Linked DNA regions of Mus musculus: region 2 is linked to region 1. Evidence: chromatin contacts called from public promoter capture Hi-C data. All regions are on one chromosome and are shown on one strand. The core of a region is the stretch at or near the end of the contact, and the rest is flanking DNA. Distances in the headings are between cores, read along the strand shown. Region 1 holds the start of Sult6b2 (sulfotransferase family 6B, member 2). Region 2 overlaps Etnk1 (ethanolamine kinase 1).

Region 1 (7,256 bases), core at 1,600-4,099:
GAACCCAGCATCCCGAGGCTGCCCTGGGAAGAAGAACTGAACATTCCGAGGCCGCCCCTGGGCAGCAGCCCCCACCTTGCACTGCTTCTGTTTCACAGTCACAGGAAGCATTTCATAGTTCAGATGTGTCGGGATAGCTCTTCTCTTAGGTATCCTTTTCAGCTCTTCAAATTTAGAAATGTCTCCCAATTCAATAGGAGAAGTGAGTGTGATGCCAGCGTCGGGAATGCGCTCAATGACTTCTGCCAGCCAATGGGTGCCTGCACACAAACAGAAAAGAGAATGCAGTTTTAATTACATGTTGCAGCCAAGCACTGAGAGCACAAGTAGGTTATGTGAATTCGGCAAGTGTGACTGCTGTGAGCAGTCCTGACTCTCACACCCCTGGAACCTGGTGAAATGCTAACCTGGTTTGTGGAGTAGTTTCCCTTTACAAGAGTGCAGAGGTTTGCACAGGACACTTGCTGTGTCCTTCCCTTAAAATAATTTGTTAGTGCTCCCTTCTAGACCCTTCTGCTCACCAGCTCACATGCGTGTTCCCTAATGTGGTTCCCAAAGCCCACAAGCTCTTCTCCGTTTATAGGCTATCTTCTTTCCTCTCAACCACCCCTCCTCCGCAGTTACTCTCCCTTTTTGTCTCCCATGGAACCCAGCCCCTTCCTCTGCTAGAACACACATCAGAACACAGTTACTATGGCATATGTGTGTGTTCACCTCCCCCTTCACCTTTTGAAGAGTGACACATAGATCTCTCTGTATGAGTAGAACAGTATCTGTGCAGACCAAGCACTTAAATCATAAATGTGCGTCGTATTCAGAGAGATAAAAGGCTGATACCATAGACTCTGAAGAAAGCACAGAGTTCTGTTTGAGTTTCAGTGTTTTGGAAGTGGGATGGGGGTGGGGATGGTGTTGTTGTAAATTGAATCTGTTATTATTGTATTTGCACATAATGTGAGGGAGTGAATGTCAGAGGACAACTTTGCACAGTTGATCTTGTCTTCTGCCTTTTTCGGTGCTCCCTGGATCAAATTCATGTGCCCAGGCTAACACAGCGAGTGCTTTAAGCCACGTGCCTGCCATCTGGTTGGCCCGGTGCTCTCATGTTTGTTTGCAATACGGGGGGGGGGGGATTGTTATACATGGGATGACACAGGGGACCGAACCCTGTTTTCCTTTCATGCTACACAAGTGCTCTTCCCTGAGCATCCCTCCCCCACACCCAGCAGAGAATACAACTCCACACTTTGCTGAAGCAAATGATAGCTGTAGCCCAACTTTGCAGCAGAGAAGCTGAAGCTTGGGGGTGGGGGTGGGGGAGGCATTTTGTTAATTGAAGACTATAGCCTCAAGGAGGTTAAATCCGGCTAGTGTCTTATTTCATTGTGATTTCAGTGATGTGTAACATGAACAACTTCATGGCTGAACAATAAATACTCTGTCTTGCTTTCTAAGTTTCATGTTAAGTGTACTTTACAAAGGTCTTTCTTTCTTAGATTTATTTATTTTATTAGTGGGAGTGTTTTGCCTGCAGATGTGTGTGTGTGTGTGTATCTTGTGAGTGCCTGCTGTCTACAGAAGAGGGCATCAGATTCTCTGGGATTGAAATTGAGCAGAGTGTGTGTGTGTGTGTGTGTGTGTGTGTGTGTGTGTGTGTGTGTGTTCTCAAAACCCCTGACCTTTGTGCACTTTGCTTCTTCCCACACTGATGACCCGATCTAACTGGTGACTACACTGCATAACTGACTGGACGTGGCTGCTCGTTGTTGAACACCTTAACTGTAGCCACCGTCTCTATGTGACCACTACTAAGGAAATTGTAGCAGGCAACTGGATGTTACATAACAAACAAAATTATCATAGAACTAAGTCCAAGAAAGTACAGAGTGGCATTACTTACTCAATGACACCCATGGGTGTACAACTCTGTACGAATCGATTCTGAAGTAAAACTTTAGCAGGGAAAGTATTTACGGCTCTTATTAGTGTAGATGAAAAAAGTTATAGACAATTAAGTATGAGCTGAGCAAAGGTTGTTTAGTCATCAGGACGATCTGGGCAAGATACAATGGGAATCTATCACATAGCTATTTTGCTTATTTCATATGATATATCAACATTTGTGCACCTTCATAAATCAAATGAAGAGGAAAACTTTAGCAGAGCTTCAATCATTTCACTTGAGTCTTTTTAAAGTAAGAAATCTAAATCCTTGAAAGTCATCCCCCCACCCCCAAAAAATGTCTGAGATGGAAACAAAAACAATGTTTCCATTACTGTTGCTTCTCTGTATCTTATAGAACACTAAGTAAATGGAAACAATGTTTCTACCTCTTACTGTTGCATCTCTGTATCTTATAGAACACTAAGTAAATGGAAACAATGTTTCTACCTCTTACTGTTGCATCTCTGTATCTTATAGAACACTAAGTAAATGGAAACAATGTTTCTACCTCTTACTGTTGCATCTCTGTATCTTATAGAACACTAAGTAAATGGAAACAATGTTTCTACCTCTTACTGTTGCATCTCTGTATCTTATAGAACACTAAGTAAATGGAAACAATGTTTCTATACCTCTTACTGTTGCATCTCTGTATCTTTTAGTACATTTTAGGGGGAAACTCACCAGATTTTGGGTAGGAAACCAGAAATATGTCATCTTCTCTAGCATCAAAAGAGTCCAAGGAACCAAGGAGTTCTTCTGAAGACATGGTAGAGAAGAAGATGCCCATGTACTTATGGAGGAGACTTGGCTGACTCTGGCATGACATCTTCCACTGACCCTATTAGAGGCTGTATAGTCAGCACAGTCCCTCCACAAGCCACAGACAAACCTGGCCCTTGGTCACAACCTCAGCAGAGTGGCAGAGGAATCTTGGTATCTCCAAGCTGATATTCCATGTGTCTATATATACCTTTTGCAGCTCTCTAGAAGAATAATTTTTAAACCACAACTGAGCCAATGTCTATTATAAAAGTCATGTTATCTGAATTTTTCTGATAACACAGGTTACAAAATGTGTCCTTCCACTCAGTTCAGGCTCATTTGCATAGAAAACTACCAGGCAGCCAGGAGTAATCACTGTGTTAAGATTGTACCACTATCAAATCCTTTGTCCTAAATAGGTAAAGTCTTTAGTCACTACAATGAATTATGTCACTGAAAGTAATTAAGAAAATTGGGTTTCTACAGTATAGGAAGTAGTCAGTATTTAAAGTTTGAGGGGACACAGCAACAGGGAAATAAGAATGTCTCCAGGAATTGGGAAATACTCTTGCGACAGCCTTTATGAGCTGTAGTTTAGAAGAAATACAGTGATAGTCAGAATACCACACTAAAAAGAGATTTCCTGAGAACACATGCAAACAGGAATCTGTAGAGAGAAGGAAGTTAATTCTTATCTCACTCAATTTTAGTCTTGGTTGGTAATATTACAATATTCCAGATTCAATTAGATATAGTAAAGAAATGCTCAGTTATTTCAATGAAACTCAGTTGAAAATTTGGCTTGTCTGACAATGGAAGGAACATTAATGAAGAAATGGACAAAATTTTAATCGAGTGTCAAAAATAGAGGTTATACTGTAGGGAAAATATCTGAAGAAGAAAGATGCCCATGGCAGTAACAGAAACATATACATAGTAACAGATCATATACACAGGAGATGACAGAGAATGCACTAATAGAATAAACACATGAACGGAGGACAGCAATGAAGTGTCCTGGCTTGCTGTGTTCTAGGACAAGCCAACAGAAAGCAGAGCTTGAGGGTGGGCTGCTCACTTGGTGCAGCTACGTAGCATGTAGGAAGCCAGGAATGGATGCCCAGCCACACAGACACAATGTATAGTGGTACAGATCTACAATCCCAGCACCCAGCAGGTGGAGGCAGGAGGATTGGAAATTCAAGGTCCTTTTTAAAAATAAAACTATTGGCAGGATTAATTTTTGATAGCTAATTTTTGCATAACTACCCATTGGCTCCCTTTTAGATACTTATTTTTACGTAATTAAAATATAATTATTTTAAGTCATTTCTCCCCTCCCCCTCCTCCCTCCTACCCCTTGTAGGTCCTCCCCTCCAAAATTCACACTCTCCTCTTCTTTAACTTTGTTGTTATATATACACATAAACATAAATGAATAAATGTACAGTCAGTACTCAGTACAACATGACTCAGTACTGACAGTGTTGCTTGCATGAACATGTTTCTAGGACTAAGCAATCACTCGGTATTGAAGAACCAATCATCAGGGCTCAAAAAGACTAACTCCCTCCCCCCCCCCCCCAACCCCTCAACCCCTTGTTAAACACTCATAGTTCTTTATCAAGGGGGAAGGCCCATGAGATTTCCACCATCTGCACTGGGGTATCAACTGATGCAGAGTCGTTCAGGTCTTGTTTAGGCAGCCATACTGTTGAGATTTGCATGTGTTCAGTTTCCCTAGGATGGCTAGAAAGTACAATCTCACATCAGACCTCCTGCTCAGATCATGCACTCTTCTCTCTTTCTCGATGCAGATCATGCACTCTTCTCTCTTTCTCGATGGCCTCTGAGCCTTGGGTGCAGGGGCTGTGTGCTAGATGTACTCGCCTGTGCTGAGCACCCTGTGGTCTCTTGTTCTCCCTATTTTGACCAACAATGGTTTCTGCAACAGTCTCCATCTGTTGGGAACACAAGCCCTTTGACAACCGGTGAGAGCTACACTCACCTGTGGATACGGGAACAAGTATTTCAGATGCAGTAAAGAATTATGTAATGGGTGGAGTTTCCTCTTTAAGACCCATGACCTCATTAGTTCTGGGTAGTTGAGTAAATTTCTAGTATCAGATGATTTCCTGCCTGTTGAATGGGCTTTAAGTCCAACTAGCCAGCTGTTGGTTATCATCAAGGGGAAGTGCTGCCTTTGCTAGCCAGATGTTGGTTATCATCAAGGGGAAGTGCCGCCTTTGCAGCTTTAGGGATATCTTGCCATGCTAGTCCTGTGGTTTCTGCTCATTACAGCTGGGTAGGACTATTGATCGTTTTCCTCCCTTGGCAGTTTGCATATCAATTTCCGGTACTATGGAAACTGGTACACCTCCTCAGGGAGGAGGCTCTCCCGTCAGTTCCAGCTAAAATCCTGAGTCCTATGTCCAAAGTACATGGAGCCCTCAGCAATAGGGTCTTACCTCCCATGACTGGGAGGCAAGCAAGAGCAATAACAATGGCATTTGCTGAGTCTCTTGGGCAATCCTGATCAACAATTTGGAAGGAGGTTTCTCATGCCTGATATTAGGGTTTTTAACCAAAGAATCCATGGCTCTTTGTCACACCAAGTGAAATAACTTCATTTAAGATATATAATGAGTATATCTATGTAATTTTAAGATTCCCCATATCTTTTTCAAGCATGATTAGTGTAATTTATCTTACATCCTCTTCTTTATTGTCGTCCCACCCACCTCGCCAAACAAAGCCCCTCCCTTGTTTTTCCCAGTTCTCTCTTCTTCATATCATCTGTATCCCACTATTATACTCTCTGAGCTCCCTCTGCACCCCCAATCCTGGTCCCTCATTCCTGGTTACTATAGTTACTCACACCTGAAGATTTAGAGTTAGAAACCACAGATAAGAGAGAAAATGTAATGTTTGTCTTTCTGGGCCTGGGTTACCTTACTCAGTATACTAACTATCTTTCTAGTCATTCTTGGTTACATGGCGAGTTCAAAGTCAGCCTGGCTTACATGAGATCTTGTCTCAGAAGAAGAAAAGAAGAATTTGAGAAAGGATTTGCAAACCAATGCTATTTATGATAATATATTAAAAAAAAAAAACAACCCAAGTCTTTAAGTATTGATCTAACATGCTGCGCTCAAAGCAATGTACAAGGAAAGAGCCAAGCACAGCCGAGATCATTAGTGAGTGCTTAGACAGGAATAATAGCAATCAATTCTATCGCAGAGCCTATGATTCAGGATTATTAGGGCGCCTTAATTTGCCTTATGATTTATAGTCAATTCAGTTAGATCAAAATCCGAATAGGCAATTGCACTTGTCTAAATGCACATGAGGGATTGCCAGCTGGCAGCGTCTATGCAGAGACACACAAAGGTCCTAGAGTAGCCTAAGAAATCTTAAAGAGGGATGCCAAAGAGCAGAGGTCACTAAGGCTGATGTAGGCTGAACCCAAGACTGCGCATATAGACCAGAGGAATGGCAGAAAGAGTTCAGAATATGATACACACATAAGTGGTCACTTGATTCTGGACAAAGATGATTTTGAGTAAGTAGAGGAATTATCTTTTCAACGAATGAAACATTCTTAGACGTGACATGAATCCCACCTTATATACAGATAGTTATACATTTAAGTCTTCTAGGAGAAAGCTTAGAAGTATATCTTCAGAATCTTTGGTAAGCCAAAGATTTCTTCAAAATGATAGATGAAAAGGCTAACTGTTAAAGCATTATAACTGGACTCTGTCAAGTTAGGAAGTACTGTTGGCTAAAAGCTGCTCTGTGTTCATTAGGACACTCTTTAAAGAAGCCCCGCTAAGATCAATATTTAGAAAAAAAATCAAGTCAACAACAGAAATGAGCAGAGATATGAATATGTCTTTGTAAAGTGTTCAGTGGTAGCACGCAGGAAGTAACGGGAAGTTAATAGTATCCGTGAGGTCTGTTCCCAGCATGCCGGTGCCAAGAGCCTAGTGCACCTACTCACGGGGAAGCAACGATCTACAGTGGCCTGCCTTACGATACCGTGAAGAGCAAACGTCCAGAATCTCTAGAAATAGTCCTAATGGTAGACGGCAGCCATAAAGGTTTACTGAAGAAGATCTGCAAATGGGGAAGAACTGTGAGCGTCCTGAGAGCTGAGGCTCCATCGCTGCTTCCTCGGTGACCCTTTCCTGTGTGCTCAACGAGAACACTCCATTACAGGCCGGAAGGCCAAGGGTCTCTGGGAAGCCATTTCTCCGGCACTTTCCGGCTCTTCGGAGGTCCTCTTCCTAAGAGAGTCAGGTTGAAAGCTAACTATGGCAGAAACTGCGGGAGATTCTAGACCCAGCACATAGCATATGAACTTGGCCACAGTGCTATCGCTTAGGACAAAACAGGACCAGGAGGATATGGAGTTAAATCATCAAACTGAGCCTGCTTTGTTAACACTGGATGCTCGGGGAGGAATCAGTCTTCTGCCTGGGGTCTCAAGACCTGATACCTGCAGAGACTATTTCAGATGTAATTAAGTAGAGGACACAACGGA
Region 2 (7,256 bases), core at 1,962-4,461, 390 kb after region 1:
CTTACTAACACAGAACTTATTGTTTTAGTGATGTAGAAGATCTTTCCCATGGGTTTATTTTAACATTTAATACAAATCTGACTTGCTAGGAGGTTTATAGAGATTTCTTAGCCCTTCCTGCTTGACCGACACAGATCAGCCTCAGTGGAGCTGTCCTTGTGGTACCAGATGTAGCTCAGTTGCTAACTGCTGACCTAGTACATACAGAGCCTCAGCCATCCTCAGCCATCCTCCTCCATCTTCAGCCAGCGTCGAGTAAGTGGGTGTGCCAGTACTGTAATCCCAGTACTTGGAAGGTAGAAACAAAGGACAGGAAATTCAGGGTCATTCTTGGGTAGGTTTTAGGCTCCTCCTCCCCCAGTCCCTATTAAAGAAATAACAGAAACAAACAGAATCTTGTCTTTGAAACGTTACTGATGAAACAAGCAGAAATAGGTACATAGTCATATAAACAGTTTGCTTATAAAAATCAATATATTCATACACATATATACCTTTGCTTGCCTGCTTGGAGTACCACCATATCTTTAAAATAAAAGCCATGTTTATAGAGTACTGAGTTTAAATATCTACAAATACAGATATAGACCTAACTCTTTCTAACCCTGTACCTGGTACCTAGAGTCTCTACGATTGACAAGTTTGTGCTGTATCCCACCTCACCTGCTCATTCATCAGTCTGTCTTCCTTTCTTACTTTATCTTCACTGAGTTGCAGACCTGCGTGGTTTCCATCCCCAAGTTCTTTACAGTGTAGTGTGTTTAGAGCTCAGCATGCACTGAAGTGTACTGTGCCAGGCTTAGCATAGCAAGCTGGGGGTGGTGATGTGGAGTAGCATTGCAGCCATTGGGAAACTGAAAGCGTGGGATATCTGTTGCCTGAGAAATTCAAGGTAACCTAGGCAACATAGTGGAAACCTGCCTTTAAAAACAAGTTTTAAGCATGCTACTTGTAGAATTTGACAGGTGTCTGCCCCTATAAGCTGAAGGCCCTTAAGTACAGAACAGTTCTACCATCCTGGAGAGAGCCTCGTGCTCTCGAGAAGAATACACTAATCCTGAATTGATTTACTCTAGACTACTGTGTGTGAGAGTAGAGCAGCCCAAGACAGTCAGCGTCCAGCAGGACTCTAGCCAGACGCAATGGTGCATGTCTGTAATCCTAGCTCGCAGGAGACTGAGGCATGGAAATTTTGTGAGTTAGAGACCTGTGCTGTCTATGTAGTGAGTGACAGGGCAGCCAGGGCTACAGAGCAAGACCCTGTTTTAAAACCCAACAAACAGTCCCCTGCATTCCTTAGTTATTAAGGAGCACTGACTGAGATTGCTGGATGTTTGTTTTCAGTGTTTATTTTTACTGCCTGACAGTGTCACAGTTTCTGGTGTACGGCGGTCCTTCCTCCTCCAGTATTCTCTTGTTCTTTCCCCATTCCTGCTGAGCCCTTTCTTCCCAGCATCCCTCTCTCCTCTTTCTGTGTGTGCCTGGGTGTGACCCACTGGTTTTCCTGAGTTGTTTGCATGAGCCTTTTCAGACGCATGCGCTAGGCCCACTGTATTTCAGTCATACCTGGGTGAGAATGTTAAATGCCGTGTTTCCCCTTTGTGGAAATGCTCTTGCAGCCCTTCCTCTCCTGCTACTGTGCTTGTGTTCTGTGTAGTAGAGCCTCCATTTCTCTCCTAGCATTTGACTACTTCCCATGTACCACGAGGGCTCTTGTGTCCCTCCCCAGGCTCAGCCTCACACAGCTGTTGCCAGTCCCTGCTCTTACAGTGAGAGTGATGTGTGCTGGCCTGGGCTGGAGGTGGGTATTTCCTCGCTCACATCCTCTTGCCAAGCTCTTACACAGAATTCCTGTGAACTTTCCTCACCGCTGTTTCTCCATGTCTAAGAGCTGGGCTGGAAAGGGTCCGACTCTCAAATAGGTGACTTTTCTTTTCATTTGTAATAAGATAAGGTCAAGACATGTGTCTTGTTATAATTATATAGCCTTGTTTAGTTCGTTTTTGGCTTTAACATGCTTTAATAAATGGAAGACTAGTTTTCTTGCATTGAGATTTGACCAGTTTAACTGGATTTTTCCTACAGTGGTGAGGGCTTCAAGCAGTAGTAAAAAAAATCAAAAATATTTTTGAAAATTCAAATTCATCCATTATTTGCTTTGTGTTGTGTGTCACTGGTGCAATTATTTAAAGATTATAAAAATCAATGCTAGCCTTTAAGCTGATCATTTTTTTTAAAGGTTAAGGATGCCCTGAGAATCTGGATGATCTAGAAGCCCCTCCTTGGGAAGTGAGTGTGCACATCAGATTCTAGGGTGTGTTTTCATTATCTGTTCACCTTTGAGACCTCAAGGAGAAATTCTTGTCTGAAGGAATTAGTTATTAAGAGTAATGGACATTATTAATACTGGGAAATATTAAAAAAAATTAAACTCACGGTGAAAAGAAACAACATGTTCTGTTGCTAGGAGAATATTTCCCAGTGCTGTAATTTGATTTTTCTGGCACCCTAAAGATCATAAGACCTCTTTAATTTTACATTGTTGCAGAATCTTAAATTTAAGGTTGAGTTCCACTTTGTAATGATTTGAAACAGAATAGTTAATGCAGATTTTAAACATTTCTTTCCTTTAAAGCTTTGTGTCTTGTACAATGTGAGTTTGCCAAATTCTCTTCATCTGCTACAGATTAGGTATGCCATTGCTGCTGCCATGTGGCGGCGCCCCGTGCTTCTTAAACGCACTGACTGGAGCTTTGTCGCCTCACTTGTTCACATGCACGGAGCCTGGTAACAGCCCCATCTGTATTTTGTTAGCTTCATTTTCTTATCTTTAGATTTCATTATAAACTCAACATAGCTTTTAAACGTAAAGGCCAGTGTTAATGAGTTAACGCTACTACAAAAGTCACTGCTAAAACTTTTCATGTTGAAACAGATTTTAACTTTTCTTAAAATGATTTATGTTTTAGTTAAGTTATGTGTATAAGCGGGACTGTTTCTACCTGCTATTTTAACTGTGTTTGCCAAATTCTAAATATACTTTTGAAAATGGAAGCTTTTATTTATGTTGCAAAAGTAAGCTTCGGGACTGGGCTGTGTATTTTTATTGGCACGTAACTATTAAAATGAGCTCTACGAGAAGCTGTGCTTAAACAGCCCAAGGCATCAGCCGCTGCTGTAAGTCACCTGTGAGCGCTCGGCTGCTTCAGTCACGCACATGGTAGATGTTGAACTCTGCTCTTTGAACGCTCGTGGAGGCATAGGTATGTTCTGGATCGTTGTATTTAGTTTTGCTTGTTGACAGTTTCCTAGAGAATACTCATAGTATTCTTTTTTAAGAATAACATTTTTCTCTTCAGAAATGCTCATTGTAAAGAAGTTTTAAAAGAAAGAGAAGAAAAGTTTAAAGGAAAGTCACTAGTCTACCACTACAATAAATGAGATGAACATTTTGTTTTGGTTTATTTCAATTCACCTTTGCCCTATATCCTCTTTTCTTAGACATAGTTTAATAAATTGTAACACAGTATATTAGCTGATTTCAATATCCATTTCGTAACTTTATCTTTTAGACTCCTAATTTTGAGTGCTTTGTCTCAGTCCAGGGCTTGCCGTGAGACTTTGTCCGCAGCTTGTCACTGCCAATCTTGTCCGGATGCCCTTGTGTTGCTCGCTGAAATCCTCCAGTGACGGGTGCTTGTCAAGCAGCCATGGGCTTGCAGCAGCCACAGGGATTGCAGTGGTTTATTCTTAGTAACATTTAAGGACCCTTACCATTCACTGTAACAAGATGCATCCAGTTTTGCAAACTGGAATATACTTTGATCATTGCTCCTTTTCCCAATACAGTGTTTAGGGTCAACCCCAGGCCTGGTGCCTGCTAGGCCTGCTAGACCACATCTCAGCTCAGGCTGCTCCCAGCCCCTGGCCTGCCGTCCTTACACAGTTTTAGAATGGAATCCAGTTGCTCTCTAAAGAGCTTCACATTTACCACAGCAGCCCCTGGTCATAAGTTCTTAACTATAACTATGCTCATATACTTCTGGAGTAAATATCCAGATCTCTATTAAGGCAGTAAAATTAAGACACTGCTTTCTTTGAGAAACGCCCCTGTAACTGCAGCACACGGCTTACAGGACAGGATGACCACGTTGTTGTTACACAGTCTCTCAGCCTGACCAACTTGAGATGGACTTTCGCAGCATGGCCACTCTGTGTCCACTGCAGCTGGAGTTCCATGGGCACACACGTCCTTGGTGTGCACAGTGACGTACATTAGTTTTTAAAAAAAATCAGTATCACTTCTGTGTTTTATCATAGAATATATTCAGCTTATATATTTACATGTAATCCCACGGTAATGAGCACTTAAAAATTAAAAATTTCTAAGTCATAGTAATCACTTGTAAAAGGTGGGCAGAGTTGTCTTCACACACACACACACACACACACAGAGTGAGGGAGAGAGAGACAGATACACACATACATTTGAATGAAATTTTAATTTAACTCATGTAATGCCCTTGAGACATGGAAAACGCAGTTGTGAGGTTAAACCATACAAGCTTAAGACTTTGACAGCATCAAATTGATCACCACGTTTACTGTCAGAAGCACAGAATTCATGGTTTCCCACTTTCTTTCCTACGTTAGATAAGCTTGCTAGTGTAGAGTTTGTCATAGGCGATGTCTTGTTCAGATAGGCTGTTAACGATTCACAGTTGTTTCTAATTAAATATGAGTTTTTAAGTTATTGATGCCCCCATGTGGTGAAAAGCGTATCTTTCCTCTGTTAGAACTTGGAAATGACTATATTTTCATTTTAATAAAAGTGGATAATAATGTTTTTGAAATGCTGTTGATCAGGGACATAATTTGAATTTTGTAAAGCTCATTGCCATAAAATTCACAGCCTCACCCTGTGTTGTCTCAGAAGTGCATGTAACCAAGCACGCCCATTGAGACAAAGTATAAGAGAGACTGAGTTATAGATAGCATAGGGCTTTTCTGATCATGTTTGTGATTTCTTATTTGCTTTGTTTCTGTGTCTCACATAGGTGACGTACAGTTCATTGATTATGAGTATTCTGGATACAACTACCTGGCATATGATATTGGAAATCATTTCAATGAATTTGCAGGTAAGACCCATGCTTCACTGTTGCGGTCATCTGCCAACACTGACGCTCTAGAGCCGTTCAGGACCAAGTCCCTGGGCAGGAGCAGCATGTGCCGCCCAGCACTTGACCCTCTGGCTTTGTTTACTTGTTCCTGGAGAAGAGAGCCTTCCCCTCATTGCCACCAGAAAATACTGCACTAGAAGGGGAGAATCTTGGAGAGTAGTGGTGTGTGACCTGGGTTTTGATCCTGTGCAGTCCTTTGCTCCATGTGCCCATCACATGTATCTTGCTTCCATCTCCAGCACAACAAAGCCACATGGTTCTTGAAATGCTTTTTAACAAGACACTGACATTTTTTATGGTTTTGTTTTGATTGCTACAGATGCCATCTTCATGCTGCATCCCTCCCTTCTGCTCCATGTGCATCCAAATACTACCTAACATCCAGGTGTAAAGACCGTAACAGCTCCCTCCTTCATAGCGAGAGCAGCATGCGTGTATGAAGGGTGAACTCTTAGCCTACACAACCTCATTGCTGCCTATGAGTTAACGCCAGTTTAAATTTGATTGCTATTAAAAAGCTGAGCATTTTTACCTCTTGAATTTCATTTTATAATTACTTCTAAAACTTGAGATTTTTAAAATGTAAGTGGAATATATAATTAACACTATATTTAGGATATTTTTTTTTTTTTTGAGTCAGGGTTTCTCTGTGTAGCCCTGGCTGTCCTGGAACTCACTCTGTAGACCAGGCTGGCCTCGAACTCAGAAATCCGCCTGCCTCTGCCTCCCAAGTGCTGGGATTAAAGCGTGTGCCACTACTGTCCAGCTTAGGATTTTCTTAAAAGTAAAGATCAGAAAATAATTTGGGTGTTTTATTCCTAGTGAGGATATGGCATCACTGAACTTAGACTTGTAGCAGATTCCTGTCTTTTTATATTTATATAATTTGGGTCTAGGCTAATAAATGAAGTTGGTGGAAGTTTTGATTCTAGTTACTTAGTTCTATCAAATTTACCACACATATATGATACATATGCGCACACCACAGCCCATGCGTGTGCTGCACATGTTCTCATGTGCTCACTCGCCAGGAGGCAGGAATGAGTCTGTGTAGAATAAGAGTTCACCCTTTTGGTTTTTTTTTTTGTTTGTTTGTTTTTTGTTTTTTGTTTTTTATTTTTTGTTTTTTGTTTTAGAGACAGGGTTTCTCTGTGTAGCCCTGGCTGTCCTGGAACTCACTCTGTAGACCAGGCTGGTCTCGAACTTAGAAATCCGCCTGCCTCTGCCTCCCAAGTGCGGGGATTGAAGGTGTGCGTCACCACGCCCGGCGAGTTCACCCTTGTGTCATCCACAGTGGTCTTAGACCTTCTGTGGGAAAAGCTGAATTAAGCCCTGACTGTTGGAATACAAGGGAGGAAGGGAGCATTAAGGTGAGATTGCTGTCTCTAAGACAGAACTCTCTGGGAGGAGAAGCAAAAGCTGTAACACGACAGAGCCGGGTTTAGAATATTTATGAAGAACCCCAAGCGCCAGGCAAGAGCAGCAGAAACATTGAGGGTTGGTCATCAGACTGTGGTCACGGCCCACCTTTCTTCTTTCTTCTTCATCACCCCTTCCTTTGGAAAAGATGGAAGTAGAAAATGGCAGAGTTGGGGTATATGGGCATGCAGCTGGACATGGTGTTTGTTTTCCTTTGTGGGGTGGACCTAGGAGGACTGGACATGGAGAGTATTGTGGTGCACTGTGTGAAACTGCCAAATAATCAATAAAGATGTGTTTATCCTGTGTGTTATCAAACGCTGTTAGGACGAGGTGCTTTTGGCTCTGCTCTCCCTTTACTGCTTAAAATACCCAGAGGCCCTTACTCCATGGTAGCCCGGGGCGCCTGCTGAGGACTGCTCAGTGGGAGCAGTGACGTCATCCGCTTCCTAAGATGAGCAGCAGCTCTGTGCCTTGCTTAGAGTTACGCTAGGTCAGAGTGCAGGTCCATTGTGTGATGGAAGGTATGGCCAGCAGGAGTGAGAGGCTGCACGGCTTCTCTCTGGGAAACTTGGTGGCAGTGCATAAGCACGTGAAGGGCGTTTCTCAGTCGTCTGTGTCTCCTCAGGTGTCAGCGATGTAGACTATAGTCTC

The links. Promoter capture Hi-C pulls out the DNA fragments that hold promoters and counts their contacts.
Region 2: a promoter capture Hi-C map of liver shows a contact between it and region 1, with 2.1 times the contacts expected there. The contact joins the enhancer-like site here to the promoter of Sult6b2 in region 1. A contact is called at or near these places in 6 of 39 promoter capture datasets (the 3T3-L1 cell line, the HPC-7 cell line, HPC-7-derived erythroid cells and 3 more) and 1 of 484 Hi-C or Micro-C datasets (nephron progenitors).

What each region holds. Positions count from the first base shown.
Region 1 is chr6:142,801,617-142,808,872 of GRCm38.p6, forward strand. Sult6b2 (sulfotransferase family 6B, member 2) reads right to left here and starts at 2,850. Exons shown (of 6, transcript NM_001145390.1): 1 at 2,630-2,850; 2 at 76-260. The coding sequence starts at 2,774.
Region 2 is chr6:143,190,175-143,197,430 of GRCm38.p6, forward strand. It overlaps Etnk1 (ethanolamine kinase 1), which reads left to right. Exons shown (of 8, transcript NM_029250.2): 5 at 5,058-5,141; 6 at 7,231-7,256. Among named protein-coding and RNA genes, the nearest start is that of Etnk1, 27 kb to the left of the region's middle. Within about 2 kb of position 3,212, at least 6 of the 459 cell types and tissues checked have an H3K27ac peak or open chromatin away from gene starts, as enhancers often do. A contact at or near this core is called in liver, where this site is marked.